2 separate regions of the Anas platyrhynchos genome follow, and region 1 is linked to region 2. Evidence: chromatin contacts called from public Hi-C data. All regions are on one chromosome and are shown on one strand. The core of a region is the stretch at or near the end of the contact, and the rest is flanking DNA. Distances in the headings are between cores, read along the strand shown. Region 1 holds the start of BMI1 (BMI1 proto-oncogene, polycomb ring finger). Region 2 overlaps SKIDA1 (SKI/DACH domain containing 1).

Region 1 (6,611 bases), core at 1,234-3,733, 340 kb before region 2:
GATGCTTTGATATTACCTTGATCTGATATTCCAAGCGCCAAGACACATCAGTTATATGGAGGGGAGATCTGCCTATGCTGAAAGACACAACAGTAACAAGTTCCCTAAGCTAAAAGGAAAAGTGAATTTTCTAAAGCTGCCCATCAATAAAGCCAACAAGTTTCTCAAGATACTTTTAATGCTCCTTGAAAAGTTCAAAAAGTTACTTAAAAGTAGAATACTGAGAGGAGGAAGGAAAGTTTCAACAGCTGTTTTCTAAGGGCTGTTAAAAATGTAAAAAAATAAAAATAAATAATATATTTTTAAAAATCAATATTTTTACTTAATCAGGTGAAATATGCATGGATGTTTTCCAGGAGAGTTTCAAAGTAGCTTTAATGGGCACTGATTCACCTACCTTCCCAACAGGATTTCCAAGGCATCCTTGTTTTTCTGAAGGAAAAAAAAAAAAGAGAGGGGGAGAGAAAGGAAAATATATTTGGAAGCTTCAAACAAATTGCTGCAGGAGAAGGAGAAGACCAATACGTTCAAATTGGATTCAAAACCTGGTATTCGGTGCAAAACTGCTCGATTCTCTCTTTCTCCAATTTACAGTCTTCCAGGCACGTGCTGCGGGGAAGCAGAACTTCTCATCAGCCCTCTGCTAGCCCCGGCTCGGCCGTGAGCCAGGGCAGCAATGGGGTGGCCGCAGGGCGCTGCTGGTACCTGATGGCAGCCACGTCGGCTCTCTGCTTTGCTGCCTCCAGAATGCACATCGCAGCTGCGGCGTGGCAGTGCTTTAACACCGCCGGGTCGATATCTTGCAGGTCTGGATCGTCTACAACAAACGCCCCGCTGAGGAGGGCAACGCCGAGCCCGCAAACTTCGCCCGGGGTCGGGGACCGGGTTGGGGATGAGGTCGGGACGAAGGGGAAGGGAAGAAGGGGAAGGGATGGGGGATGCTACGGACCCCGCGGTGCGTCCCGGCGCTGCTCCTAACTCTCCACCCCATTAAAAACGATAGGAAAAAAAAAAATAAAGCGAGGAGAAGCTGGGTTTCCTCTGCACGCCCCGCTCGCGGTTCCCCGGGGCGGCTGCGGGTTAAAGGCAGGCTCGCAGCCGGGGCACCGCCGCCCCCCTCCGGCCCGGCAGGGTGCGGGGAGCAGGGTGCGGGGAGCAGGGTGCGGGGAGCAGGGTGCGGGGTGCCGGCGGGGCTCCGCCGCTTTGCATCCTGCCGGCGGGGCGGCCCCGTGCAGCGGCACCCGCGGGCGAGGGTCCGGCGGCGGTGCCGGTGTGCTCGCACCTCTGTGCACGCACCTCTGTGCACGCACCCGCGGCGCTGCACGCGTGCACACCCCCGCCTGCATGCACACGCGGCTATATGCATGCGGGCGGTCCTATATAGACGCACGCCCCTATATGTGCATGCACCCGGTCCTATATGCACACAGTTCTACGTGCCCGCAAGCAAACCTATATATGTGCATAACCCTATGCTCGTGCATACCCCTATATACATGCACACCCCTATGTGCACGCACACAGTCCTATATATCCGCACACAAACCTATATGCATGCATAATCTTATATTTATGCATAACCCTATACCCATGCACATGTATGTGCATACAGACCCCTATATGGATGCACACAGTCCTATATACACATTGTTATATGCGCGCATGCGAGCCTATATGCATGCATACCCCTATATTCATGTATACCCCTATGTGCATGCACACCCCTATGTGCACACACACCTATATGCATGCATACTCCTATATGCATGCACATCTATATGTGTGCATACCCCTATATTCATGCATACTCCTAGAAGTATACACACAGACCCCTATATGCATAGACAAGCATATATGCATGCAATACCCCTATATTCATGCATGCCCTATAAGCATGCACACAGCCTCATATACACACAGACCTATATGCACATGCAAGCCTATATGCTTGCACACCCCTCTATGCATTCACACCCCTATATGCACGCACCCCTATGTGCACACACACCCCCATGCATGCACACCCCTATACCCCTACATGCACACCCCCCCCTATATTTACACGCCCCCCCGTACACGCACACCCTTAACACCGAGCACCGAGCACCGCAGCCCCACACAGGACCCCCCCCCACCCTCCCCAACCCCCTTTGCACACCGCATCCCCCCCACCTCCCGCAGGTGGCCCCCTTAACACCCCCCCCCCAATCCCCTATTACAACCCGATCCCTCTCCCCTCCTCCCCGCGCTCACCCAGGCCGCCGGGGGGCTGCAGGAGGCCGCGGAAGGCGGCGCGCAGCAGCGCGGTGTAGGCGGCCCGGGGGAGGCGGCGGGGGTCGCCCAGCAGCCGCCACCCGCCCTGCGCGGCCGCCGACAGCTCCATTGTGCCGCCGTGACCTTCGACACGCGCCACGTGACGCGCGGCAGCTGATCACCGGCGGCGGCGGGGGCGGCGGGGCGGAGCCGGCCGGGACCGGGGACCGGGAGCGGGGGGCGCGGGCGGGCGGGCGGAGGCGCCGCCGGGGCGAGGGCTCCGCGGTACCGCGGAGCCCTCGCCCCGGCGGCGCCTCCGCCCGCCCGCCCGCGCCCTTCCCGGCCTCGTCACCCTGAGGAAGGCGCCCCCCGGGCCTTCCCTCGGCTGCTTCCGAAGCCTGTGAATATTCAGGATTTTCCCCCCTCAGTCGCCTCTTTTTTGATGTTCTGAGGAGAAAATCCTAACCGGGGCCGGCGAAACGGCCCGCGGCACCCCGCTCTGAACGGGCTGAGCCGCCAACGCGTAACCCCAGCCTGCCCTCGACAAATTTACTGTGGTGTTTCTGAAGCGAAAAATCCCAAATCTCAGTCTGAAAGCAATACAAGCACTGACAGGGACGCTAACGCACAACCGAGCCTTCCCTCCACAAACCTTTATTGTAATATTTCCGAAGTGGAAATTCAGCACCAAAATCTCCTCATTTATTTATATTTTTAAGAGTAGAAGCTAAAGGCCCCCGCCTGCTTGGTGATTTTTAAATAACATATACATACTGACTGAACAAGCCTTATTCGTGGAATATTTCTTCAGTGGGAATTCCACATTGAAATTTAATTTTTTTTTTTTTTTTTAAGTAGAAGATAAAGGCCCCTGCCAGCTTGGTGATTTTAACATAACATCTACATACTGACAGCAAGCTAGTCCTTTCCACATTACAGATACATTTCAGACAACGCAGCCTTTCCACGCTGCACATACATCTCAGACAACACGAAGTGTAAAAATGACCAGCTGCCAATTATCACCAAATACATAACATAAAATCATGTAAAAAAAGCAGTTTTTCCTCTACATTTGCAATGCTTCTTGTCTGAGATAGGATTTGGTGAGGAGAGTAAGTCAGATGCACTAGCACATGTGTAAATGTAGTGTAAATGTAGTGCAACGTGTAAAGCATATCCCGTGCATACCCCTATATATTGTCATGCCCCCATATTTTATCATAACCTAATTTAAAATTGGTGAGCATCCCCTGCTCTTTGGGTCAGCTTCTGACCTGTGCCGCGATCCCGTTGTATTTTGACACTGCTGCCAGAGGAGTGGACCTCGTGCTAGGAGAGAGCTTTGAATACCCAAATTTCATTTCTCCTGACCTATTCCAGGCGATTGACTGGATTTAATTGAAGAGCTGTTAGGAATTTTGTATCCACATCTGTACCTGTCACTAATTGTAGACTGTCATCTAAGAGCTCAGCCAAGGTTTTGAAGCCAGTTAAAGTTTTGTTCCAGTGAGAACAGTAAAATTGTATTTTATCACATCTAGCCACATCACATTTTACATGCATTTAAATGTGTTTTCTCTTTGTGATATTAATCCACTTATTTTCTCTAAATCAGCTGTCTGCCTGTCACATACGTTTCGTCCTCAGTACTGATGCAGGACACGAGCAATCAGGTTGCTGGCACTGTGGGTTCTCCGCTCACTAGGTAAAATCATGCATTGCTAAACTTACGTCTCAACTATGCACAAACTGAGGTAAAAATAATAAAAGTCTACTGCCTGCAGGATCCGGCCCTTAATTTTGACACACCGTGTAAGCTCAGTGTCAGGTCTCCCGGCAGCACGAAGAACGACTGCGTACATTTTTGGTGTATGATCTGATGTGATAGCACTGGTCCGATGCTTTGGCATACAAATGAACACCACTGAATTGATGAACGCTGAGCTTCAGAGCTCTGCCTGACAGAATTCCTGCTGATTTGCATTTTGCCAGAAACTAAAAGGCATGACAACAGCAAGGTGGGCTGGCAAAATCAGGCTTTCTCTGTCTTGTGGTATGGTTGTCAAATATAGACACGATACATAAGAAAAGGCATAAAATGGAGGAGAAGAAAAACCATAAAATGGAGGAGAGGACAAAGCTCTGAGCTGTAGATTTACAAAGGTGCAGAGACCACAGCTATGGAAAAGGATTGTCATAAAAAAACTGTTAGCAATGTACACATATGGCATGGTTAAATGCTACAGAAATCTATTCTTCAACATTCTCTTATCATTTATAGCATATTGAAATATATAAATCAAAATCTATCTTTTACAGACAAAACAACTGTTAAGGATTCATCACAAGATTATACAGCCGTGTCAGTCCTTTAATTAATTTTAATCACTAAATTTGTGTTCTCAATTCCCCTGCCCAGCCTCTCAGCCTGACCTTTATTTTTCCTCTCTCTCTCCTTTTTTTTTTTTTTTTTTTTCTTTCACCCCAAAAAGGACAGAAGATGGATTCACAGGCTGTCAAACTGGTATCAGATTTTACTGCCTGTGCATAGTGTTTACATGTTTTAAAACCCCGCTCATCATAATTTCCAAGAGGAGGAAGCCAACATGTATATCAAATAAGGAAACTACAAAGGAAATGCATTAATATTTGAATATTAATTAATCAGTGAAACTACCTCAGTCCACGTGAGCTAGTCTTTTTTACAGCTTGTTCTTTGTTACTTAAAACAAAATAATGCAACTGATCAAAATGAGGGGAAATCATTTTGCATGTCATGTGCACTAATTCATAAAATTTAAGAGTTGGTGTAAGTATTGCTGAAAACTCTCAGAGTAGCATTTTTTTCTGTTTATTCTTTTTCACAGAGTGAGAAAACAGTAACGTAAGGTGATATTTCTAATGTCAATTTTAGTCAAATTATTACTGACTTTAGAGTTTCATCCACAGAGTAATGGGCTGCCTCTAGAATCTCTCTTTTAAGTTAGTAGTGAGCCTACTAATTATAACTTAAATATTTTGCTGGGGAAAAAAAGTGTTTGAAGCAGATAAGAACATTAAATAATTTGTGACTATTTACTACTAAGTTTGATTTTGCATGGATTAATTTCTGAAAGAAAAAAATGACATTCATGTTTCATTCGCTGATATTATCATAGCATGAAAGAAAGGGAGCATGCATACTCAAAAAGGCCCAGAAAAAAGTCCCCTGTGCAAATGGTAGAGAAGTGCAATATAGCAAATAAAATACTGCCTTGAACAAAGCTGTAACGTGGGTTATTTAGTTGGTACAATTCTTGTAGACAGTCCTCATAGCTGGTGAAAGCACAGTGCTTCACATCTATTTGCAAAAATATTTGATACCCTCAAGTTTTTCTTGTATGTATTAATTCCAATAAATGCCTTGTTTGGGTAAGGACAAGGACTATTCAATAAAACCTACTTTGTTTGCTCACAAATAGTTCTGAGTAGCAGATCAGGAAATTAACTTTTGAATTATATATGTGAAAGCACTTGATTTATTTTAGTAAGGTAAAACCTGTAGTAGCTGAATATAGTTTTGATCAGGAGTTTAATATTTCTTATTCTAAGTTTAATCTGAAAAAAATGTTTTCACTCTTAGGTACTAGTTTTGAATTTAACTGACGTTAATTTAGGTAAAAAATAAAACAAAACAACCAGGACTTATCTGTTTACCTTTTGATTTGCTTCATTCTGACTTGTTTCTGTCTTCTGTTTGTCAAAACTTAAAATCTTCCTGCATTCCCCTCATATGTGAAAAGAGCCATATATTCTTAGTCTGTAAAAAAAAAAATGTTAAGAAATACTAAACAGACAGCTTTCACATTTAAATTTTATTCCCTTTTAAATTATACACATTTAAGCTATTTATGTTACAATCCCTATTTAAGTACTCAGGAACAGAGACAAAACAGAGAAGTTTTATTTGTTTAAAACATCATAGCTGCTCAGATTTCGAAAGACAGAGAAAAAATCTTGCGTATTATAAAAGTCCCCTTATTTTAGTAAAATATTTATCAAAACAAACTCTTAGAAATGCATTTCTTTTTATATTTTATATGTTAAAAAAAGCACAGGGAGAATTTGCACATGTCCATGTGTAAGATCACACCGAAAATGAATAATAAAATGATGTAATGATTTGGACATGTAAGCAGGCATTATTGTAATGTACTGGACAACACATCCTCCAGGATAGCAGCTTTATTCTTTTATGAATAGTTCACAGTAGTATGCACAGTTCAGAGTCGTACTAATTAAGGGGAATTACTGCATTTACTGAGTTTTCAGTCATGCTCTTTCTCTCACAGAGAAATAAAGCTCTGTAGTTCAGA
Region 2 (7,265 bases), core at 4,497-6,996:
ATCTGAGCTCACATTCCCACACTCTGAATTTTCCAATAATGCCAAGAGTACTGACCTAACAATTAACTGTGTTGCAAAGGGGGCCTCTTCACCTAGCCCAAAGACAAACAATGCATTTCCACAACAAAGAATACTCAGAGAGGCAAGGAAATGCCTTCAAGCAACTACTACACACTGTGCAGATAACAATACAATAGCTGCTAGGTTCTTAAATAATGATTCTTCATCAGCGGCTGCAAATTCAGAGAAAGATTCCAAAATCCCTCATTGTATTGAATTTGCCACGGATTTGCCCTCTTTACAAACTGATCCTGAGGAGGATGCTGCTTCTCCAGGGGCAGCAGCAGCTGAGCTCCAGTGCACTGATACAGGCAATAAGGCATTGCCATTCCTGCACAGCATTAAAATCAAAATAGAGGACAGCAGTGCGAACGACGAGTATGAGCCTGACCTTACAACACATAAGCTAAAGTGTGAGTGCAATGATACTAAGGATGAGTTTTACGGTGTGACTGAGAGTAATAACCAGGACGCTTTATTAACAGCCAAGGAAGATTCTGCATGCACTGAGAAAGAAACCACTTCCTTAAACCCGCTGACTCAGAGTCAGGTCCTCTCATGCACTTTAGGTACTCCAAAACCTGAGGATGGGGAGTATAAATTTGGAGCGAGGGTGAGAAAAAATTACAGGACACTGGTTTTGGGAAAGCGACCTGTACTGCAGACTCCTCCAGTCAAACCAAATTTGAAATCAGCTCGAAGCCCACGTCCTACAGGTAAAATTGAGACACATGAAGGAACACTGGATGATTTTACAGTTAACAATAGACGCAAAAGGGTAGCCAGCAATGTAGCATCAGCAGTGAAAAGGCCATTTAATTTCATGGCAAATTTTCCCTGTCCACCATCACTAATTATTGGCAATGATGGGGATTTGTTGCCAGCTTATTCCTTAAACACCACTAAGGATTCCCAACCACCTCACAAGGCCCATCCTGTATGGAAATGGCAGCTGGGCGGTTCTGCAATACCTCTTCCACCTAGCCACAAATTCAGGAAATTTAATTAATAAAATAGTTTGGAAAATATTTTCTTGAACCACCTTTAACTTTCTTACGTTTTTAAACTCTGCAGGATGGTTTGTACCAGCCCATTAATGCTATACACGCTTTTGGAATCCTGTTTTATCACATTGTGAAGACAGAAACCGGATTACTATTTTCTTTACCGTTACAACCGTGGTTTTTGTTTTGTTTTGGGTCTTTTTTATTTTTTTATTTTTCTACTGTTTCATTTGTTTTTGTTTTTGGTTGGTTGGTTGGTGCTTTTTTTTTTTTTTACTTTTTTTTTTTTTTTTTTTGGTTACATTCCACAGAGTACTTCAGGCTAAAGACTCAAGTTAAACTCAGTTATTATGGTAGAGCTGGAACACTTTACTGTTTAAATGCTAATAATGCACCAGTACCTCAATTCAACTGCTGCAAATAAATGTCAAAAGGTTGAATAATAAATATTAGAATGAGCCATTAAATTTATGCACTAGATTTCGAAAATGGAAGTCTAACTGTTAATTCAGTTAAAGTTTGTTAAGTTACATGGTTGCACAGTAAGGGTTCACTATAATTCAATGTGGCAGCAGCCTACTTTTCGGGAGCTTTGTTTTCGGGTGTAGGGGTGTCTCTTTCTAAGAGCAGTTGCACTTACTCGTTTTTCTCCGGTTTGCAAAGGCTGGGGTCCGCCTGCGACCCCAGGACTGGGAAAAGCTGCCTCATCTGAAACCAGTAAATAAATGTGGAATTCTATTTTTGGTAAAGGGTGTCTTTTTACTTGTACAGCCACTCTTTGCATTTGGAAAGCCTTTTTTGTTTCACCCAGAGGTCTTAAATAAGGTTACTGTTACCCACTAATGTCATACTTAAGTTGTGGTCTGAACATGCCCCTTACAAACTTGCAAAGCAACTAAAATATTTGCCCGGATAGCAGTACAATTTATGGTCCAGCCCCTCACGCTGGCTGGAGGAAATAGCAAAGCAGTAAATACAACACAGAAAGTGAAACGAGAGGCCATAAGTGGCGAGAATACCCAAAATGAGAATACCATGTTATTCAGAGCTCTCTGGCACCAAAACTCAGGCATTTCTACCGTAGCACACTGCCCGGTTTTATCCTCATCTCTTGCGATTTGATTGTTGTTGTTTTTTGTTTCCATACCATCCTCTCTATGTAGCAGAAACGTTTCTACTGCACGTGACAATCAGAGGCAATTATCTATATTTGCACTTAATATCGAAATAGTCGAACAGGCAGACTTCTAGAGTCTAGCCCTCGGTGAGACATGCTGGTATAATATATTGTGATGATGGAAGCAGTAAATCAAAATTATGGAAATTTGCACTGTTGAAAAGCATGCTTTAGCTTTATTTTCAATTAAAAACACTGTTTAAAAATTCCTGATTCCATACACTTTGAATTATTGCAGAGTTACCCACGGTTTCCTCTCCGTTTGTAAGTTCACTGGTTTTATTTGGAGGAAATACGCTTCAAGAGGTTAACTGTTTCCCTCCCTCCCCCCCAGCCCCTCCGAAAGAAAGGGAAAAAAAAAAAAAAAAAAAGGCTGCAGGCCCGAGAGTCGAGGCAGGGCTGCTCGGGGGAAGGTCTCTGTCTCGGGGGGAGGACGGGCACAGCAACTCTGAAAACAATCTGAAAAGTTTGCAGCTTGAGAAAGGCAGTTCTAATTGAGTTGCTGAATCAGCAGAGTTTAGGATGAATAATTGCTGGTTTCTTTCTTTGGATTAGCATTTTATTTATACTAGATCATCCCCAAATTAAATTTTAAGGATTCCACTCATCGATCAATCCCGGGAGAATAATTTATCGTAAATCAAAAAGAAAAAAAAAAAAAAAAAAAAAAAAAAAAAAGGAAAACAAAGCAACAATGTAATGTTTACTGTGTGACTCAAAGTCAACATTTCTGATGGCAGTCCGCTGCCTGGTTTTCAGTTTTTTAATTCCTGCCTTTTGTGATGCCCTCTCCCAACCCCTCGTGTCGCTAAATATTCCGAGCGGCCACTGACTGATTTCAGCTCTGTTTACTATATCCACCGGAGTTTTCCTCTCCTTGTAAAAAGGCCCAGGCTAAGAATACCTGCAGCCAAATATATTTAGAAAGAGTAAACAATTGCCTTTCAGTGGAGTTTCCCTTCCCCCCTGCATGCACACGCACACACACACACACACTCACACGCACACACATCACTTTAAACTGCCAATTGCAAAAGGTGCATTGCATACTTAGCCGCTCTGCTGAAATTACGATGGTCGTGAAAAATCTGCTTACTGAAGTTGTTCTGAGATGAATGTTTACATTCGTGTGTTTAGAGCCGCACAGATTACAGCCTTATTTCCAGAGAACTGTAAGGACGTACCAAACGGACTGCTCAGGAAAGCCCCCAGCTCTGGTAGAAAGCCGTGTCTGCTTGACAAAGGTCTTCCCTTGACCAAAAAGAAAAAAAAAAAAAAGAAAGAAAAAAAAAGGGGAAAAAAAAAAAAAAGAACCAAACGCAAAAGCTACAAAGGTGCAATATGCAAACTCGAAACCTAAAATTTCGCCTTGCCAGTTAAACAACGTATCACTTTCAAAGTAACTCTGTCCCCTGACCCTGTTTACTTCCAATTAGAGATATGCTGATTTGGCCAGGAATTGTAAATTACAGAGGTGCCTTTTCAGGTTGCCTAAATAATCCTGGAGGGGGGAGGGGGAGGAATAAGCATAAATTTATACCAAATAGGCTCTGCAGAGTTGAGGACGTGAAATATGGCGCCCGGCCCTGCCAGGGGCTGCGGAGCCCTCAGCGGAGCCCAGACCCAGCCCCGGGACCGGGACCGGGACCGGGGCAGGCACCGGCCCGGGCCAGGGCCCTGCTGCTCCGCTGGGCTCCCCTCCACGCAGGCAACATCAAAAGGCAAGAAGTTAAACAGCCAAATAATTTTCACACGTGTACACCTCAGTTTAGTGCAAGCCACTAACAGGAGCCTTCGTGTTTTTTACTGCCGTTGGAGAAATTAGCCAGGTACAATAACACGCAGGGATTTAAAAAAAAAAAAAAAAAAAAAAAAAGAAAGAAATGGTATTCTTTAAAATTCTGGTAGTTTGGTAGCTGTTTCTGATGGCATTGTGATTATTATTGCGAGCAGAATTCATTATCATTTCGGCCTTAATACTATCAAGACGTATCACTGAGTTATGTATAAATAACCCCTTTTCTCCTAGAAAGGTAAGTTCTCAGAAGGAGGAAAAACAAGGGTGTTCCAGCGAGCCAGGTCACAACGTTGTTGTAACGCTTACAGGGGAGAAAACGCAAAATGTATTGGTAATGAATTGCCACCATTTTCCAGCTCCTGGTGTACACAAAACCCACCAGCATTTTCTAAAGGAAAAAGCAGTCTAGGGACGTGCGTGTACTTTCTGGGCCAGCCTCCATAGGTATTTGCCACGAGTCGAGCTCATTGATACATTTTCTGGGAAGATTTCTGTTACCATACTGAAGACAAAAGAAAGTTTTGGACTATGTTTAATTCTCTAGAGCATTAAAAAGGGAACACGTGTAATGCCTTCAGCAACGAGGTATATTGCCTTAAAACATGTAACTTGCAGTTTACAACAATTTACTTTTAAGAAGTGATTGTTCTATAATCTACACTTACTTGACTACAGTGGGATAATCTCTTTACTGGTTGTTTATTTAAAACACCACTACAAGCAATAATGCAAAATAGTGGTAGCTGTTGTATGAAGTTTGCTGTTCAATCATTCACTCGGTGATTTTTTACATGGTCTCTGATCCTTTTTTCCTATAACAGATTTAGTTGCCAATAAATTAAAGTTTCTGCAGAAATGAGAACAATGCTATCATGTTTTTGTTTGTTACTGTTCACACGTGTGAGTAGTTAAGACGTGGAGGTGTAAAAAAAAGCAGCATTTTCTACACACGGTGGTGAGCCGGAGGAAAATTTCCCCTGTACGCAGCATGTTAGAGAACGTGACATACAGATAACGTTGTTAATCGTGGTTTTTATGGTTAAGATGATTGCTGGAAAGAATATGTAATGGCTCATCCTCGGGTCTCTTCGGCCAACACCTCGGTACAAAAGCAGGGCCATCGCAGGAACGTGAAAACTAACAGCTAGAAAAACCAGGGCCGAGGCGCTGGGCTCTACCTCGCTAAAGTCACACTCGTAGACATTATCCATGCACAAGCCTCCCCTGGTATTTCAACCCTAGCATCGTGTGTAAGGAGAGCTCGGTGTCACAGCTCCTTGGCTGGGCGCGGGGCAGCCCAGGAGCGCTCCGAGCCATGCAGGGGGCTGCCCAGAGCTCTCGGGAAGGGACACGGGGACGTGGGGTGAACTGATTTTAGGCCTTCCACGTCGCATTTTTTTTACCGTTCTGATATAATTATTTGCCATGCCCTAGGCCCCTCTCTCTCCCTCTCTCCTTTTCACTCCGAGGCGGCCTCACAAGCCCCAGCTTTAAAAGGCCCTAGATGTTTTGCATGAAGCGCTCACAATAGGGGTTGAGGGAATTGACAGTTTCAAAAACAAGGCGCCCTGTCCTTTCCAGATGCCGAGGACCCCTCTCCCGCACCATCCCCTCGTTTGCTCCTCGCCGCTGGTGGCTTTACCCTTAGCATTGCAAATACACGGCAACAGCTGTGTTTGTAAACAGGGGGGGAGAGTTCGGCGGGAGCCGCCGCTCCCTCTCCTTTTAAAGGCTGCCTCCTCGCCTTTAAAAAAAATATATATATATATAACAAACATGGAGGGAGAGGGAGGAAACCCAACGAGCCCAGCGGGAGAAGCGGGCCCTCGAGCGGCGGACACGGGCCTGCCCGCTCGGCGGCCGGGCTCCCGCAGGCCGCGGGCGGCGCTGAGCCGCTCTCGGGGCGGCCCCTGCGCGGCGGGCCCGGGGGACAGCGCGCCTCGGGCCGCCATCTTGCCCGGCGCCACACGGCCCGGCCCCGCCGGCACCCTCGGCGGCCCCGCCGCTCCCGGGGCTGCTCCCCGCGGCCGGGAGCGGGTGTGGGGGGACGCGGCGAGGCACCCCGCGGGCCCCCGCACTTCAAAGCGGCCTCTCGGCCCCCGCCCCGCGCCCCCCTCCGGGGCTCCGCGGCCGGAGGGCGTCCATCTTCCCCGGCCCCTCCGCCCTGCCTGCTTTGTGCGCGGGGGGCCGCGGGGTTCGCCGCCGCCGCGGCCCCCCGGGCAGAGCCGGGGAGGGGACGGGGGAGAGGGGTCGGAGCGGGGAGTGCAACAGGGCCGCTGGCTTGGTCGCGTTTAAAAAACGCAGCCGGGGCTGTAAAGCGTGTGAAATTACGCACTGGTCTCTTAAAGAGTGGCTAATTTATAGTAAATAGCCGGGGCTTTGTAAATGGCTTTATTATGTTGTTTCTTGTTAATTGTTGAGAAAATCCCCATTGTTGGGTGTGAATGGCTTTATGAGCTAACCTGGTCTCGGGTGCAATCGAGGGGCAGTAAATGGCCGCTCCGCTAATGTGGCCCGGAGCGAGGAGCCGGGGCCGGCCGCGGTGACCCCGGGGCCGGGCTGTGCTGGGCTGCCCGAGCCCCATCGCCGCGGCCGCCATCACACGGCCGCCCCGAGCCCAGCCCCGCACCTCCCTTCTCCTCGCTGCCCACCCTCACCCCGGGACCCCGCCGCCCCGGGGGGCTCCCCCAGCTCCGGGCCGAGCCCCCCCGGCCCCGTGGTGGCCGTGCAGGGGCCGCTCCTCTTTGTTATCCCCCCGGCTCCCCGGCCTGGGGTGCCCCTGCCCCCGCCTCCCACTGCCGGCCGCCCGGGGGAGGGCAGGGGGAGCCGCAAGGAACTTCCCCAAAACTTCGTCCCCCCCTTAAACCCCGGGATCCCCGAGGAAAGCGGGGCTCGGGGGCTGCCCCCCGCCGCCGGGCCGTGTTGGGGCGGCACGTGGCGGCGCCTTATAAAATACAAATCGCGATGAAATGTAAATTCCAGCCCAGAAACTTATCTCGGGCTATTCTCTTTCCCGAAATCTCCCTCCCTCTGATTTCGCTATTAGGAGAAATCCCCCCTGGGTTTAGAGCACTTGTTTCACTTTTTTTTTTTTTTTTTTTTTTTTCCTTTTTGCTGTTGTTGTGCAGCCCACATCTGTTGGCTTCCCCTCCGCGGCTCTCCCTGCGGGGCCGAGGCCGAGCCTCCCCGGGGCAGCCCCAGCCCCAGCCCTGCCCCTCGGAGCCGG

What was found. Hi-C and Micro-C count contacts between places; a contact is called where the count stands out from the background.
Region 1: a Hi-C map of subcutaneous adipose tissue shows a contact between it and region 2, with 2.4 times the contacts expected there. The contact joins the promoter of BMI1 here to the enhancer-like site in region 2. A contact is called at or near these places in 3 of 8 Hi-C or Micro-C datasets (F5 follicle, liver and subcutaneous adipose tissue).

Annotation. Positions count from the first base shown.
Region 1 is chr2:140,629,354-140,635,964 of IASCAAS_PekinDuck_T2T, reverse strand. It overlaps BMI1 (BMI1 proto-oncogene, polycomb ring finger), which reads right to left and starts at 2,483. Exons shown (of 14, transcript XM_038174833.2): 1 at 2,254-2,483; 2 at 706-817; 3 at 546-609; 4 at 398-432. The coding sequence starts at 2,383.
Region 2 is chr2:140,296,927-140,304,191 of IASCAAS_PekinDuck_T2T, reverse strand. SKIDA1 (SKI/DACH domain containing 1) reads left to right here. Exons shown (of 2, transcript XM_072033693.1): 2 at 1-2,726. The coding sequence ends at 1,069. Among named protein-coding and RNA genes, the nearest start is that of SKIDA1, 8.6 kb to the left of the region's middle. Within about 2 kb of position 5,746, at least 6 of the 8 cell types and tissues checked have an H3K27ac peak or open chromatin away from gene starts, as enhancers often do. A contact at or near this core is called in subcutaneous adipose tissue, where this site is marked.